2 separate regions of the Mus musculus genome follow, and region 1 is linked to region 2. A link is a contact called in public HiChIP or PLAC-seq data. All regions are on one chromosome and are shown on one strand. Each heading gives the region's core, a stretch centred on a gene start, on an enhancer-like site or on the middle of the called end of the contact. The rest is flanking DNA. Distances are from core to core; before and after follow the strand shown.

Region 1 (5,510 bases), core at 1,007-3,506, 110 kb after region 2:
TTCCTCAGAACCTGCTCTGCTGGTCCTGTAGCTTGGGGAAAGGTACCTGAAGTCAGAGCCCAGGTGCCTTCGAGTGGGCGAGCCGCTCTCTTCCCAGGGTGTTGAGAGCTGGAGAGATAATGTGTGTGAAAGTGCCCGAGGCAGACGGCAGATGTTATTACTTGTAATTTACTAACCAAGAAACTGAGGCATTGAGGCCTTGCATGAACCCAGACTGGACTCCTACCTGGGAAAGAAGACGGTTGCAAATGAAAACACCCAAGGCTCCTTTGGCTCCTTTGAGCTCTCAAAGTGCCGTTCGGGGTAAGGAAGGTTTGCTGGTGCTGTGCTGCGTAGAGCACCTGGGAAGAAAAGACTCCTGGGATGAGATCCATCTTCCTGCAGTACCTTAGGAACTGGCCTGAATCCATGCGCAATAAAGAGGATGAAACAGGAAGCCAACCCCAGTGACAGTCACCCCGACACCCACACACTGCCTGGCAGACCTGCCTTGCAACCTTTTGCCTGCCTTCATCACCAACTCTTTATGTCCTGGGCCAAGGGACAAGGCCTGGGGGTTCTGGGTCAAGGCCATTGTTACCTGGCGGTACCGAGTTAGATCAAGGTTTAAGGTCTCTTGGGCCCTAAGGGAGTGTCTAGGAATACCTGGAATAATATTTCTCAATTCGAGACTGTCAACATTTGGAGTGACCAATTCTCTTTTTGGGGGGCTAGGGGAGTGGGTTCTGTTCTACCCGCCAGCAGCCATGGCATTTCCCCAGTCGTGACAACTAAAATGTCTCCAGCCAGGCATCACTGAATGTTGTCTGGGGGAGGCAGTCACCCTCCCACCCCTCCACGGCTCTCTGCCAGCGTGAGGAAAAAGAGGTGTGGAGTTCTCTGTGTGTCAATACAGAGTTCTTTTACATCTTTTCAGATTTAAATTCATACCAGATAAAGACACCCAGGAGCTGCAGAGGGACCAGGCAGGGATAGGAATTGGATTTTCCTAAAAAAAAAAAAAAAAAAGCCCTACTTTAGGGACAAGCCCTCAGATGACTCAGGGTGACAGGCTCACAGGGACAGTCCCTGGCCTGCCAGCCAGCCTACTCCCTTTCCTTTCAGAGTGGACAGCTCTTTTTTTTTTTTTTTAATTTCATTAGTGTGTGTGTGTGTGGTTGTGTGGTTGTGTTTCTGCATATGTACCCATATGCCATGTCTCAAGTGAGCAGGTCAGAGTCTGTTCCAGGGGTTCCACATGGATTCCAGGGATGGAACGAGGACCAGGCTTGGCGGCAAGCACCTTTGCCATATAAGCTACCCCAACAGCTCTTTTTGGGACTCTCAAGTGTCCCTTCAGTGCCCTTTGTTGGAAAAGCAAATTACAGTGTCGAGAGCAGACACCCACACGTGCAAGTGACAGGAGAATGTGGGGCACGCATAGCAAAATGTCAGTACTATTACTGATGGAGTAAAGATGGGGTTTCAGGTGGCTGTTAGTTTGGCTTGACATCCCTCCCCACCCCCATTTATTTTGGCTGGAACATGAAGTTGTTTGTACCAAGGTGATAGTCATTCACAGAGATCCCAAGGGAAGCACCACTCTGGTGGCAAAGGCCTTCGCCCTACAGATTTGTTACTGACTATGGAAGAGGCTTCTCCATACTGCGGGAGCATGAGATGAGAGGGAACCCAAACTCAGCAGGGTGACGGAGTGTCGCCAGAGAGGCTTGTCCTGGGAGGACACGGCCCACCCTTCTCTCCAGGTCATGGATTCCGGCAGTACCTACACCCACGCTTGGAGTGGCCTGTGCGGAAGATCTGGGGTGTGGTCAAGAACTGCTCAGCAGTGTGACCACCGGGCGCATAGGACGATCAGAGTTGAATGTGTCTTGGGCGACTCTAGAATGCTCTACTGGACTTAATTTTCAGGGTTCACGGAAAGAGCAGAGCACAGCCAGAGGCCCTGGCCTCCGGGCTGGGACAGCATCCCTTGTCTTAACGCGGTGGTGTCCTGGCCCGAAGCCCCACGTAGTATATCCACAGCAGCAGCAGCCAGCCCGCAGCTCGTCCGCCCTCTGCTGGCAGAAAGCCTGAATGACACTTGGCGTTTGCAGCTATATCAGGAAGTCCGCGCTGTGCCCTTGAAAACACAGGGAGAAACCTGGGCACAATGATAAAGGGGGACACAACTGACAGGGAAGGCGTAGCTTACTCGGAATGTCCTCGTGGGGCGTCCGAAAAGCGCGACAGGATGACTGCCTGTCCCAAGGCCCCAGTGGGTCTGTGAGTGACCTGCTCAACAAGCCCAGCTGGTGTGCCAAGCACCCTGCATTGGTGTACAGGAGCAGGGATGCTCATTTGGGGCAGCTTCGCTGAAGTGCTACAAACTGAGAGGCTTAGAGATCGTATTATTTTCAGAAATGAATTATTTCTTGTTTCTAGTGGATGCAAATCCAAAGTCAAGGTGTTCATAGAGCACTCTGAAGGCTCCAGGGAGGTTCACTAGAAGACCCTTCACCGCAGTTGTCCTATGTCGGTCTCCATGCGGCATTGTCCCTGGGCAGATCTATGCTTCTCTGTTTGTTAGTACAGTAGTTGTTGCAAATAATCAAATATAACTTCACCCGAATTTGATTATATCTAAAATGCCCCTGTTTCTAAAATAGGTTATAAGAAGGAGGGGTGGGACTTTACAACGACTTTCAAAGTCTCACCTCAAACATAGCAGATATGCCCAGCGTGCATCCGGGTATGGGGACTGTGAGCTGACCAACACTGAGGGTCTCCGTGACCAGGAAGCCTGAGTGGCCCATGGGCAGGCAATGCTTGAGGTGGGGACCCAGTAAGGAGAATACTTCCCTGTGGTAGGGGTTGGAACAGGAACTGCTTAACGATTTTATTTAGATCTCTAGGCAAGTGTAGGCAAAGATATTGCTTAAATTCACAAAATTAATAAAGATGGTCTTTTTTTTTTCTAGCTTTCTAGTTCCGTTTCTGTTGCTGTGAAAAAATATCACCACCCAAAGCGGCATAGTTCAGGAAGGGTTTATTTGGCTTTCGGTGACGGGTTAGAGACTACCATCGAGAGAGGTTAAGGGCAGCTGGTCAGATCCCATCCCTAGTCTAGAGCAGAGATACACGATGGACCCTTGCCTCTTTGTGCTCTTTCTTCTTAAACAGCCCAAGAGGCCCAGACCATGTGTCTGTCAGGTCTCAGGCCATGCGTACGTCCAGATGCTGCTAGCTCCCAGGCCCTCCCCACTTTTGCCTTGCATTCCAGCTTCCTGGACTACCAGGATGGTCCTCACCAGCCAAGAAGTAGCTGCAGAAGAGACTACACCATCCCTCATCAACAAAAGGCTGGGATGCAAGGTCTCAGGCTGTGCAAATATCCAGAAATGAGCTCAAACTGGATATATGGATTGCCTGAGACCCAACAGAGCTGTTCACAATGGGCTGGGTCTTTCTTCGTCAATAAGGAATCTAGACCTTCCTCCACAGACATGCCCACAGCTATGGCTTTGGCTATTGTTTTGCGAATACATTTTCAAGGCTGTTATTAAGAGAGAGCCATTTCTCATGTGGTGACACATCTCTGCTAATCTCAGCAACTGAGATGCTGAAGTAGGGAGATCTGTTTGAACTGTGACCCACAGTTAGAACTTGGTACCTCTCTAGGTAGCTGGCCTTCCATTCCTGTGGTTTAAAAGGAAGAAAATCAAATCCACCCAGAGGAGCCCAGGTAAGCTTGGTTTGAAGGATGGCCCAAGATGAGAGAGGTAGGTGTCTTAGCTAGGGTTTCCATTGCTGTAAAGAGACATCATGACCAAGGCAAGTCTTATAAAGGACAACGTTTAATTGGGGCTGGCTTACTGGTTCAGAGGTTCAGGCCATTATCATCATGGTAGGAGGCATGGCAGCATTCAGGCAGGCATGGTGCTGGAGGAGCTGAGAGTTCTATGTCTCATTCTAAAGGCAAACAGGAGAAGATTGCTTCCAGGCAGCTAGGAAGAGGCTCTCTCAAAGCCCATGCCCATAGATAGTGACAACTTCCTCCAACAAGGACACACCTCCCAACAGCACCACTCCTTGGGCCAAGCATATTCAAACCACCACAATAGATAACTAAGGTCATGGCAGAGGAATGAGTGAGCCATGGAGCTCCAGAGAGGGCAGAGGTAGTAACACAGGCCACCTGGCCAGGATCAGGGACAAACTGGATTCAGAGGAGTTGAGGTAGAGGCACCAAAACCTTGTCATTTGTGAAGCTGCAGACAGAGTGCGGCCGTTAGAAGCTTGTACCGCTCTTGAAGAGGACCAGAGTCCAGTCCACTTGTAACACCAGTTCTAGTGGATCGGACATCCTCTAAGGGTGCTACGCTCACGTACACAAATCCACACTCAAACACATGCATATGCACATAATTAAAAATTAAAAAATTAAAAAGAAACTTTATGAACAACTCTTAGGACTGAGCTTGCCTTCTAGATTGTGGTTAGGAAAGCAAGCAGGACTTCATGGTGGCCTACAGGAGCCATACCTGATTGGAGGGCTTCATGGTAGCCTACAGGAGCCACACCTGATTGGAGGTTGGCCTGTGTGTGCCCCCAAGCACAGGTGAGTATGTGCAGTTTCTTCATGGGAAATAGTGAAATATCTAACCTCATAGGATAATACTTCAAAACAAAATAATAACAGCCCAAGACAAAGACAAAGATGTTTTTCATATGCTAATTTCCCTAGTTCAGGTGAAATTAATCCTTTGTCTAATCCAGGATTTTAAACAGCGCTTGCTTAAGGAAGAGGTGTGCCCCTGTGGAGGGCTCTGCTTACTGCCTCTGTTTACCGGCTGCTTGGAGAAGTTAGGTGCCTGGGCTTGCAGCAAGCTGAGATCTTTTATAGAAACGAAAACTTAAAAATATGTTGGTGCACAAGATGTTTTGTGTTGAATTTATCTTCAATGCCAAGTCAGGATTTCAGATACCTCCCGAAATAAGAAAGCGGCGACGGGAGGATTTTAGCAGCCGTTATTTTTATTTATAATTTATACCCTGTCGGCTTCTAAAAAGACCAGAGGCAGCTTCCAATAAAAGACGTGTGCACAGTGAAGTTGCTAAAATGGGCCGAGAAAATGGAAAAACTGGCACAGGAGGAGGAGGAAGCAGAGAAAGGGGTAAAGTCTGTGTGAGTCGAGATTCCATTTAGTTCTGAGCTTTCTGGTGGCTGAAGCAGAGGGAAGAAAGAAGTCTTGCTGGCCTTTCCTGTCTGAGGAAGGCAAAGGCGGGGCACTCCCTGCCTTGGGTGTCAGGAGCAGGAAAGGGCCTGGGCTTTAAGTCCAGCCCCTTCTCACCAAGGTCACCACTTCTGTGGCTTCTTCGTGACCAAATCTTTAAGGCCAAGGTCCCAGAAGCCCACGGGGCCCGAGGTGAGGCAGGGAGGGTGGCTAGAGATTCAGGGCACTTTCATTATGGACTGCTGTCAGTAAAGATATGCAGAGGAGGACCAACAGAACAGGTATGGAGCCAGA
Region 2 (5,967 bases), core at 581-3,080:
GCTGGCTCAGGGCCTGGCATTTAAGAGCCTCCAAAGAACAAGTTTTTGAATGACTGTTGCTAAGGAGAGGAATCCAGCCCAGGCGTGGCTCCCTGCCTTGTGGGGGTGGAGAGACGGGGGTGAGGGGACTCCGCAGTGCCTAAGAGGCGAGTTGCGTGCTGTGTCCAGTCTGTGGGACGTGAAACTACGGCTAACTCTTTGCAATTTCTTTCTTTATGTATTGAGCTTGCATTATTACTTTGTAATTAGGTTGGGTTTTTGTTTGTTTGTTTTTGTTTGTTTTTGTTTTGAGAACTGTTAATAACACATGCTGGGAGGGCGGATCTTCTTAAAGTTGAAAGTGATATTGTAGTAACAAGCAAAGTTCAGAATGAGTATAAACTTTATAGTTTAAAGAAGTTTTAAATGTATATTGACCTGAGAAAAGCAAGGTGCCTTGGATACTAGTGCAAAGCACACTCCAGTATTGACTCAGTAAGGTCAGGTGACTTTAATTTTCAACCTCCATTTGATGTCCTCTTTATTACTTGATCTATGTATGGCCCAAAGATGATTGTGTGCAGATCCCAGGAGAAAGAGGAGTTTCCTGGTTTTGTTTTTGTTTTGGGTTTGTTTTTTTTTTCATTTTTGTTGTTGTTATAAATACAGAAAGGTTTTTACCAGAAAAACACTTAAGAAAAATACTTAGTTATCTGTCATGAGCAAAGTGAAAATTAAAGCCACATGCATTTTGTCCCATGCCTGTTAGGATGGCCAGGACTTTTGACTAGTTGATAATATAAAGCCCTGGCTGTCATTAGTAACTGCCATGCAGTACCTAAGGGCTGTGTGCTCAGAGCGCATGGTGACCCCCTGGCGGCTTCCTGTGGAGGTAAAATCCCACTTATGAAGCTTGCTCTTACCTAGGATCTCCCAAAAGAAGCAAAACAAAAATACATCCCCACAGAGCTCAGTTCATAACTGCCAAAAACTGCTAGCAACATTTCCAGTGGACCTGTGATCACAGCCATGAGCTGCTTAACACTGTGGTGAATCTGGGGTACGCCGCTGACTGACTACAGAAGGGAGCTTCCGGTCATGATGGCAAGCCCTGCGTCCTGATTGCTCTGGTGGCTGTGGGGCTGTATTTGCTTGTTACATGTAAGGTTTATTTCAGTATACAGGCTTCGTGTAAGACTGCTACTGAAACGGGGACAAGGAGCAAGGCAAATGCTTAGCCCTGGTCATAAATAGATGCATGTGGGTGGGCCTGCTGCCCACAGGACGGAAGGCAGAGCCACAGGCTGGGACTGCTAGGAGCTGCTCCGGGTCCTCTGCAGAACAGTAAGCTCCCCTAACCGTGAAGACGCCTCTCCAGCCCTGCGGACAGATTGTTTACAGCATGCCGCTCTCATGAGGGTTGTGTAACCCAAGGTCTGGGTTTTGAAGCATACTACCTTTTGTCCTCCTCGGTATAGAATAAGACACGTCCTTAGCCTGTGTAGCCCAGGCACACGATCTCATGTGAGAGGAGAAGCAATAGCTCTAAGAACAGGAACTGGAAGTATCGATTGTGACTACCAAATCCCGACATGCTTGAGTCAGGTACATAATGGTCTGTGCCCTCCTAAAGCCATGGTGGTGACTTAAGTAGAGTAGCTGCTGCTCCCTCTGTCTGGTGCTTGAATGTAACTCCTGCTGGGCTGAAATCTGAATGCATTCGTGACTGATTTTCCAAAGCTGCCGTGCCAAGATGAACCCACTTGAAAACGGTGGGCTCTCGGACTTGGCTGCAGGAGCCGTCCAGCTGAGGTGGGTTGGCCCGGCATCTGCTGCCTTCATTGTGCCTAATGCTGCATCCATCTGTTTTCTGTCAGAGCCAGTGCCAACAAATTACTAATCTATTAGAGAAACATGGAAAGAAGACTGCGCTGCTCGCTCCTGCCGGTTCCTCTCGTATTTTGCTTGGCTTCCACATTTGGATTCAGTTTGCTAGAGGAGGAAGATGAGCTATAGACTGTGTAGGGTAGGGTGTGGAAGGTGGCACTGGGGCCCCGAGGCCCACGGCAGCAGGCTTTGTGCTGCAACCTTACCTGGTCCCCGTTAGCATCACACCTCCCTAGTGACAGTGCCGCTGTGTGGACAAGTTAAATAACATGTGAAGGTCGTGCTGCCAGGCAGCATCAGAAGCAGGGCCATCAAGCCCTGCTTATGCCTGAGCTTTACCTGGGAAACCATCTGGAGTCTTCAGAAAGTGTGCTTATCCCAGCCCACAGGGTCAGAGAGGAGTGTCTTTAAAACTTCAAGGAAAAGAAAGAGGACTTCTAGTTCTCCCAAACAGAGGCCTGTGATTCTGAGCCCAACTGGCTGAAGGAGATAGACTGAGGACACAGGGGCAGCATCAACACAGGCCTACACGTGACAGCCATGTGGCTGGCCCCACACTTGCCTCATAAGCCAGAATGCTTCCTGCCCAAGCTGGAGCCGCATGGCAATTCAGCCCCACGGTCCATAAAGAAAGGAAAGTATGGAGCAGGGCACAGGGCAGTCAGGAAGCTGGGCTTCCCCTCTGGGCTCATGGAGATCCAGTCTACAGCAGCTTTTTGGTCCCCACCCCACAACGAGTGAGATCCAGAGTGGGAGAGCTCAGCCAGTGTGTCTGTCTCCCACAGGAAGCAGAGCTCAGCAACAGAACGTCCTCCTCTAGTCAAATGGCATTGAGAGTATAGTACAGTGTCCATGTCTAGATGCTTGTTTTAAAGTAAGATTCAGTGTCATTTTCAAAACGAAAGATGTTCACTGGAGAAAAGGACTTCTGCCCACAAGTCATTTATAAAAGCTTGGGAAGATATGAAGTAGCCTCTAAGTAACGTGTGGGCGCGTGGATCCGTTAGTTAAGTGCTTGCACTATAAATGAGTTTACGTTTGTTTGGTAAAAATAAAGCTGAAAGGAAGCTGAGACACGATGCTGCAGGGGAGGGGAGGGGAGGGAGGGGAGAGGCATCCTGCTCACAGGGAGCGGTTACTGAGCCAGCTTTCCTGAGCATCCAGGAAGGTGCTGCTTCTACAGAGGTAGTTGCTCCCAGAGGATAGAGAGCTCAGAAGCCACTTCAGAATTTTCTGGAAGGAGTTTGCATTTGTGGACATTTTTGCATGTTTTAAGCCTTTTTAAAAACAGTATTGCTTGATTATCTCTGTGCACTCTAGCTTTGCAAAGGTGCTGTGTTCTGGTGTGAGGGCCCACTGTCAGCCTGCCTCATATTGCAACCTTTATCCTCCTATCTCCAGGCCCTTAGATTTTCATCTTTATTGAGGTCTTGGAGTCTGCCCTGCTTCTTTAGAATCCTCTTATGTCCACCTTCAGCCTTCATAATGACATTCTACTTAAAGACAGTACAGTGTGGAGCCAGTGTTACGGACATGTCCCAGAACTGCTCTTTTCCAGGGGTCAGCAAATTATTTTCCTCCTTGTTTTGACCCTGTTGTAAATATACACTTAGCAGAAGTGTGTGTCTCCATGTGGCTACCTTGGAGCTATAGGCTGTATAGCTATAGCGCTGAATAGTTGGCAGTGCACAGACCCCCCAAGGCTCCGGCCCTTGGCAGACACTGTGCCAGCCTGTGGTCTGCATGGACAGAGACCTCCAGCTCATCCATAAAGAAGAAAGCTCACCCGCCATATACCCAGTGAGCTGAAAGTGTCTTACTTCCTCAGGCCTACAGGTCATTCTGCTCTGCATAGATTTAAGAAAACCTGTTTGAATGTTGTCATGGTGTGGTTCCACAAGTGTAGTGTTTCTTAAGCATTGAAGAGGCTACATACAGTCCAGAGGGCCTGCACTCCAGGCCACACTCACAGCCTACCTGGGTCACACCCTGGCTCCCCCAGTTACTTGGCACAGGTAATTTGGCCTCCCCACATCTTGAATCCCTCACCTCCAGAGTTAAAGCCTGCTGGCTCGGCTACTTCCCTTGCCCCTCCAGCTCCATGGTGCTCCTCAGTGGCTGCCGAGACCATTTTCCTGCTGCTCGTCACTGTCCTGACTTGCCTGTGCCTGCTTCCCTTTGCCTCTGCCTCATTTGCCAGGAACCCCTCCATCACATTTTGTGTTTGGGAGACTTTATGCCTAAGTGACAACCCCCAAGAGAATGATGTCAGAGGAAGAAACCTGGAGGCAGGTTTCCCAAGAGTCCCCAGTCAATAAGAACAGGATTCACCCCGTCCCCAGAGCCTGTCCTTCATCAGCACCTGAGGTCCCTACTCCACTGCCTCCTGTGCAGAAAAAGCCCACAGTGCCTCCGTCCCGGGCAGACTGAGCCTCTGCACATCGTGTGGTTTTGCTTTTGTGTTTTTCCCTTCGTCCTTCAGCTGCCACGGACACCAGTGTGCACGGACCTACATGGAACTTGGGAGCATCCCAGCTGCGGGCATTTAACTTTCTCTCCCTGTATCTGAGAGCTCTTTCTGGCATTTTTATGTATTTGTTGTCATTAGATGATGGGAGAATGTTCCAAAATGTAGTCAGAACAGATGAGAAATTCTGTCCATAGTCCACAGAAACTTTTTGTTTATTTGTTTATTTGGTTGTTTGTTTTATTTTACATTTATTATTCAAAACTTTATTACTGGAAGACAGCATGCTTCCTTGGTTAAATACGTGGATTCTGTTTGCATGAGCCTCAATCCTAACCTCCAAACTCAGGTTTTCTTCATTTATAAACAGTGATTGGGGTTAGGGGGCTGGAGAGATGGCTCAGTGGTTAAGAACACTGACTGTTCTTCCAGGGGTCCTGAGTTCAATTCCCAGCAACCCCATGGTGGCTCACAGCCATCTGTAATGCCCCCTCCTGGTGTGTCTGAAGACAGTTACAGTGTGTACATACACATAAAATTAATAAATAATTCTTTAAAAGAAAAAGAACAAAGTCATGTGTTTGGTCATGGGGGAACGGGGGTAACTCATGGGGCAGAGGACACTTGAACCACTTGTCTAGTGTACGTTTCAGCTCAGCAGCTAACGTGTGCTGTTATTATTGAAGTGGTACCATGCCTTCCGCTAATGTACATGGATGTAATAATTTATATAGGAGCAGTCCGGAAGAGAGGGGAGGTCTAGCTGCTCTGACAGATGGAGGCCCTGCAGCTGCCTCCCAGAGCCAGGGGTGGGAGGGGTGACAAGGGCTTGTGGCCTTCAGCCGGATTCCCACTTCTCTCCTCACACCACCGTGCCCTGTGCTCAGTGTTGGACCTGTACTTAGAGTTGTAAGACATAGCACCACGTGTGTAAATCACTCAGTCTGGACCCACCATCAGAGGAGAGCCATGTTGGACCAGTGAAGATGCATGTGACACCTTCCTGTGAGGTCAGGGAGGGTCAGTTATATGGTCCCGAGGGGCTCAGTGCATTGGCTCCATGGTCAGGTGGAGGTGGGGTATGGCAGGGTAGTCTCAGTGGCCTGTGGAACATACTTCTGGGTGAAGTGAAAGAGTGTGCGGTGTCCAGGTCATTTGTGACATTTTGGGCTGGGAACCGTCTCTTTTCTGCAGCACGGGTATTTACCAAGGCCTTGTGACTGTTAGAGATGCTCTACTACTTGCTTATGTTCATAGCGCCTTACTTTTTTATTTCAAGACAAAGTCCTACTATGGTAGCCAAGCTGTTCTTGAACTCTCCCAGTGGTCCAAGCAGGGTTAAACATGTGATCCTCCTGCCTCAGCTGCCCATGTAGCTGGGATGACTACAATTGGCCAAGCTCCCAATCCAGCTTGCTGCAGTGTGTTCGAAACCTAGCCTTTCTATCCCAGTGTTGTGGAGCCTGGGGGACTGCCTGTCTTGAGGTGCCTTGGGAATGCAGTCACATCTGCAGGAGAGGGGAGCACAGCTAGGGAGCACCTGGGACGGGCATCTGGATGTGCAGAATATATTTGCAGGGAATGTTTTCATGAACATTTAAATAAAAGGCTTTAACTTGTCTTTGCTTTTTGTT

Evidence for each region. HiChIP or PLAC-seq counts read pairs in DNA pulled down with a chosen protein or histone mark.
Region 1: a contact with region 2 is called in an H3K27ac HiChIP or PLAC-seq map of VIP interneurons, with 2.1 times the contacts expected there. The contact joins two enhancer-like sites. A contact is called at or near these places in 1 of 15 datasets of contacts at CTCF or cohesin (embryonic stem cells), 8 of 484 Hi-C or Micro-C datasets (the HL-1 cell line, cerebral cortex, cortical neurons and 5 more), 5 of 115 datasets of contacts at active chromatin or transcription factors (VIP interneurons, astrocytes, embryonic basal ganglia and 2 more) and 2 of 9 other capture datasets (embryonic stem cells and liver).

Annotation. Positions count from the first base shown.
Region 1 is chr17:5,395,570-5,401,079 of GRCm38.p6, forward strand. No RefSeq gene overlaps it. Among named protein-coding and RNA genes, the nearest start is that of Gm29050, 13 kb to the right of the region's middle. Within about 2 kb of position 2,257, at least 39 of the 459 cell types and tissues checked have an H3K27ac peak or open chromatin away from gene starts, as enhancers often do. A contact at or near this core is called in VIP interneurons, cerebral cortex and forebrain, where this site is marked.
Region 2 is chr17:5,284,986-5,290,952 of GRCm38.p6, forward strand. The region is part of intron 7 of Arid1b (AT rich interactive domain 1B (SWI-like)); the gene reads left to right. Among named protein-coding and RNA genes, the nearest start is that of Gm34854, 64 kb to the left of the region's middle. Within about 2 kb of position 1,831, at least 63 of the 459 cell types and tissues checked have an H3K27ac peak or open chromatin away from gene starts, as enhancers often do. A contact at or near this core is called in VIP interneurons, cerebral cortex and forebrain, where this site is marked.